Regions from separate parts of the Mus musculus genome. Here region 2 is linked to region 1. The links are chromatin contacts, called in public HiChIP or PLAC-seq maps. All regions are on one chromosome and are shown on one strand. The core of a region is the stretch at or near the end of the contact, and the rest is flanking DNA. Distances in the headings are between cores, read along the strand shown.

Region 1 (2,700 bases), core at 69-2,568:
TCTCCAGCCCAGGTTCTGAATTTCTTAAAACAGGAGTGCAGGGCAGACAGCCGATGGGACGCAGATACCTAAGGAAGCAACCCCCAACCCTGAGCTCACAATCATTCCCAGCTGAGATGGCAGCTCTGATTCATCAAACAACTGAATATTGGCTCTGACACCACCCCGTGCAGTAGTTATCCGTATTCCGACTTTGCAAAGGAGAAAACTATATTTGGGCCACGACTAACTGACTAGAGGACCCGAAATCACAACCGACGCCAGAGGGTGGGTTCTAGGGCAGCCTGCCAGGGGCTGACTCCGGGCTCTGCAGCATAGAATAGACAACGTTTCCCAGGTCCTAGTGAACTGCTCAGGTCTCACTATGTAAACCAGGCTAGCCTCAAGCTCACACACACCGCTCGCTCTGACTCCTGAAATTAAAGGCCTGAGCCCCACGCACTGTCCTCGCTTGTTCCTGAGACAGGGTCTCTCTAGGTACTTAACTGATCTAAAACTCGTAATCCTCCTGCCTCAGCCCCTGAATTAGTCTGTGTGTCTCTCCTGCATCTCTCTCACCCTCACACGCGCTATCCCCAGCCTCTTTTGTTGTTTTGTTTTGTTTTGTTGTTTTTGTTTTGTTTTGTTGTTTTTGTTTTGTTTTTCGAGACAGGGTTTCTCAGTGTAGCCTTAGCTGTCCTGGAACTCACTCTGTAGACCAATTGAGAGATGTGCCTGCCTCAGTCTGGGATTAAGGACTTGCGCCGCCACCACCGGGCGGGCCCTCCTTTAAGACAGGGCCTCCCGTAATCCCGGTTGGCCTCGAACTCGGTATATCGCTGAAAATGACTCTAAACTGGCTTCTGCCTCCACCCTAAGCCTCTCGCTTCCACACACACCCCGCTCCGTGCTGGGGTCACAGTCGTTCACCACCAAGCCCGGTAGGTGCGGTGCTGGGACTCGAACCCATAGATTCCCTCATGCTGGGCAAACGCTCCTCCAAGCCCCATCGTCTCTCTGTAGCGCCCACACCCGACCCTCACAGCGCCGGGACACCCGGACTCTGGCGAGCTGGACGCAGGCTCGGCGGACCGCACCCCCTCCTTGCAGCCGAGCGACGCATGCGCACACGCGGAGGCCGGCTAGGGACTCGGGGCCTTTCCCTCTCCCAGGACCTCACGTCCTGCCCTTGCTGGGACCCCATTTATTTTATACCTGCCGGTGAGAGAACTCCTGCGGCTCCTCAGCCTCCACCTCCTCCATCACTGCGGACAACCCCGGTCGGCGCGCCACTGTCGGCTCAGACTTTCCCGCGCTACCTCTGCGACGGGCGGCGCCGAGGGTCAAAGCGCGAAGCGCCTCCTTCCTGTCCCGCGCGCGCCCCCTGGCGACAGCTCGCGGAAGGGTCTTAGCGTTGGTGTGACCCGGGGTTCAAGCATCTGTAAGAACGTGCGTGAGATGGCTCACTGGTTAGCAGTCACTGAGAGCACCGGCCAGACGCACCACCCACATCAGGTGGCTCACTAAACACGTGTAATTCCATCTCTAAGGGACACAATGTTCTCTCTTGGTCTCTCTTGGTACCCGCATGCAGATGCACACACAAATACACACATATGCATAATAAATATATAAGTAAATAAAAGTGTTTAAGTAAAAAATATATATATGTTGGGCCTGGTGATGCACCCTTTTAATCCCAGCACTCTTGAGTCATAGGCCAGTGGATCTCTGTGAGTTCCAGACCAGCCAGGGCTACATAGTGAAACTTGCCTTAAAATTAAAAAACAAAACAAAACAAAAAAAGCAAGAGTGTATAGCCCACAATTAACAGATGATAAAGCACTTGGCTGGCAAGATAGCTTTGTGAAAGCCAGGCATGGTGGCACATGCCTTTAATCCTAGCACTTGGGAGGCAGAGGCAGGCGAATTTCTGAGTTCGAGGCCAGCCTGGTCTACAAAGTGAGTTCCAGGACAGCCAGAGCTATACAGAGAAACCCTGTCTCGGAAAGAAAGAAAGAGAAAGAAGAAAGAGAGAGAAGAAAGAGAGAGAAGAAAGAGAGAGAAAAAAGATCGTTTTGTGGGTCAAAACACATTGCCCTGCAAGCCTGGGGCCCTGAGGCCCTGAGTTTGATTCCCAGAACTGACTCCAGAAAGTTGTTTTCTTACATCCACTGTGTGCTCACACTCACACAAACCAATAGCCAGTTGATGTAAGTTATGGAAGGCAGCGCCTTCTATGGTGAACCATTCACACACACAACCTCGTGCAAGGAACCTTGGATTTTTATGGCTCTTCCACCAGCACCAAATCAGTGATCAGTGAGATCACTGCTCAAACGCTATCCCCTCAGAGCGAGTGGTTCACGTTACCAGGGACAAGAGTGGCTGCTTCTCCATTATGTCAAGCTATACAGCGAGAGGCTCTGAGGTGGCTCTGCAATAATAACAGCTGCCGTTCCTGCAGACCAGGATTTGGTTCATGGCACCCACATGGTGGTTCACACCTGTCTATGATTACTGTTTCCAGGAGTCAGTGCTCTCTTCTGATCTCCAAGAGCCCAATTCATGCACGCAGGCAAAACACTCAGACATTAAAAAAAGGATCTGTAGAGAGGTCTGCCTGGCCCCGAAATGGCTGTAGCCAATGCCTACCAGCTATTTCATATTATCGCTGTAATTTGCCTGCCAGTCATTGACACAGAAAAATAACTTGGGGCT
Region 2 (2,700 bases), core at 127-2,626, 270 kb after region 1:
CTCGAGGCCAGGGGTTACAGGCAGCTGTGAACCCTCTTATCCGGGACTCTGGAATAGCAGTGACACCTCTTACAGACTGAGCCGTCTCTCCTGCCTCACATCCATGGCTTTTAAAACTAAGTGTGTTTCTATGCTTTTCAGGGTTTACAGTAGACTTGTAGAAGCTGAACTAAAAATCCAGTTGCTACAAGACATGCACCGATTTCCTCTGTATCCACACTACTGCTAGTGCAAATCTCATACTACACCTCTAAAACCTGCAAACACTTGCTGTCACCCTGTTCCACCCCACCTTCCCTCCAAGACCAGGTGACAGGGCGGAGACATAACTAACTCCAAACCCTACCTAACCGGGAAGTGATGCTTGGAACTGCCTGCCACAGGCTGCGCACAGCACATGGGGAAGAGGACTAATCCCCCTCTTCTGACACGCTCCTGTCCACATAACTGCTCTGCAGCCCACCCTGCTCCTTCTGGTCCTGTCTCGCTTGTTAATGAGACCTTCAGCACCACCGCCCAGTCCCCACATCTCTATGGCGACCAAACCTGCAAACAGTTCAGCACAAGCCAAGTGTGTCTGTGTACACTAATTTATACGCTAAGAGAAAACGTGAACACATTAGTAGCTGATGATTCAAAGCAATTTATTCAACCTTTCTGTAAATGTAAAAATCGTCAGATTACAAAGTCGAGAGCTAAGGGCTGGAGAGACGAGACGGCTCGCTGGTTAAGAGCACTTGCAGAGGAGGCTGGCTCAGTTCCCAGCACACACATGGTGGCTCACAACCATCTCTAAGTCGAGTTTCAGGGAACCTGATGCTACTTCTGATACTGCAGACATGCATACGGTACACATACAAGCATTCTGGCAAATCACTCATATACATAAAATAAAAATAAATCCGCCAGGCAGTGGTGGCACGTGCCTTTAATCCCAGCACTTGGGAGGCAGAGGCAGAGGTGGATTTCTGAGTTTGAGGCCAGCCTGGTCTACAAAGTGAGTTCCAGGAAAGCCAGGGCTACCCAGAGAAACCCTGTCTCTAAAAACCAAAACCTAAAAATAAATAAGTAAATAAATCTCTTTTATTTTTAAGTTGAGAACTGAATTTAGCAGCATGCACTACAATAGGAGCATGAGAGTAAGCTCATGGCTAGCTTGTACTACTGACACCATGTTTCAAAAAAAAACAGGTAGGGGGAAACTGAGCTTGTCTATACTCTAGCCAAGCTCAGCTGTATACGAGGGACATGAGCTAGGACGTCTGGAAGAAGGCTGGAGTGACATGGAGGTGAGGCAACGAGAGGGCAAGCAAGGCTGTGACGAGGCGATGGAGGAGCTGGGGAGCGTGACTCAGCCATCTTTCTGTTCCTAGTTGCAGAAGGCAACTCCTGAATTCCTGAAATAACCTCCATCTTTGTTAAGCTCAGCAAGCTGCACTGTGGCTTACAGTGGTCTGCTTATAAATACTTCCACTCCCCAGGATGCTCAACAGTGTGTGGACAGCAGCATCTTGCTTTCTTCACTTCTGGGTTTTCAGGATTCAAGTCTCTTACACAGTGTCTTAGTGTCATGTTTCCGTCACTCCCAGGAACAACTGTGAAGACCCAGCACGCTGAGCGCCTGAGCTGTGCTCACTGCTGACTGGGTTTCTTTTTCAGAGCAGGTAGAAACCCGCTGGGGTGAGGACAGAGGTGCACTGTCAGAGGCAGGTGGATCTGCAGGAACCCACACTGCTTCCCCGACAAGCAAGACACAAGTCAGGGCAGGCAGGCTGAGACACGCCCACTAGCAACACCACCCTGATGCCCTGGACTTGCTCATGAAGGTAAGGAGCAACTGAGATAGACGACCATGGCAGTCACTGTGAGGACGAGCACGAAGGTGGGACAAGACACCAGACTGGCATAAGGACATGGAAGAGAGACGGTCAAGTCCAGGCACATTTAATTAGTGCTACAAAGAACTTGGTCAAAAAACAAAAAAACAAAAACCTTGGTCATTCTTTGGAATTGAGGCATGAAGAAGTAGTGGAAAGCATAGATTTCAGGCCTGGCTATCTACATGAGATAAAATTCTGTAAAGCAAGAATGCAAGAGACTTCAAGAGAGCAAGGCAGCCAGGCAGGAGATATAGCCCTGCAGCACCAGCCCCTTGGGAAGCTGAGGTAGAATTGTTGGACTCAAAAGTCTCTGGCCAACCAAAACTAAATAAATAAATAAATAATAAAAGGATACTGAGCATAGGAGACAACCTTTGGCATCTATAGGCTTCCACACACACAGAGACAGATGCACAGACAGGTAAACAGACTGAGACACACACACACACACACACACACACACACATACACACACACACACACACAAGAATGGAAGGAGCTAGAGGTTAAACTAGGAGTACCTGCAAGAAACTCATATAAACGGGAGGCAGTGGAGCCTGCCCGTACTCCTATCCCTTGGGAGGCCGAGGCAGGAGCATTGCTGAGGTCAGCCTGAGATACAGTAAGACTGTATTAAAAACACTAAATGAAGAATGGAGAAGAAGGGGACAAGGGTAGAGGGGCTCCAGGAGCGCAGCAGCTAGGCTGACACACACGTGGCTGTTGCTGACTGTTTCTAAGTTTACAGTGAGGCCTGGGAATTTTAAAAAGCAAAGTAGAAAGATGGGAAAATCCTGCACTTTTCCCAGAAGGGAGCATA

The links. HiChIP or PLAC-seq counts read pairs in DNA pulled down with a chosen protein or histone mark.
Region 2: a contact with region 1 is called in an H3K27ac HiChIP or PLAC-seq map of extraembryonic endoderm stem cells. The contact joins the enhancer-like site here to the promoter of Cenps in region 1. A contact is called at or near these places in 1 of 15 datasets of contacts at CTCF or cohesin (pro-B cells), 3 of 484 Hi-C or Micro-C datasets (B cells, bone marrow-derived macrophages and erythroblasts), 2 of 115 datasets of contacts at active chromatin or transcription factors (embryonic stem cells and extraembryonic endoderm stem cells) and 2 of 9 other capture datasets (adipose tissue and liver).

What each region holds. Positions count from the first base shown.
Region 1 is chr4:149,136,282-149,138,981 of GRCm38.p6, forward strand. It overlaps Cenps (centromere protein S), which reads right to left and starts at 1,319. Exons shown (of 5, transcript NM_027263.2): 1 at 1,195-1,319. The coding sequence starts at 1,242.
Region 2 is chr4:149,404,510-149,407,209 of GRCm38.p6, forward strand. All of the region lies in intron 1 of Ube4b (ubiquitination factor E4B), which reads right to left. Among named protein-coding and RNA genes, the nearest start is that of Ube4b, 21 kb to the right of the region's middle. Within about 2 kb of position 1,377, at least 77 of the 459 cell types and tissues checked have an H3K27ac peak or open chromatin away from gene starts, as enhancers often do. A contact at or near this core is called in embryonic stem cells and extraembryonic endoderm stem cells, where this site is marked.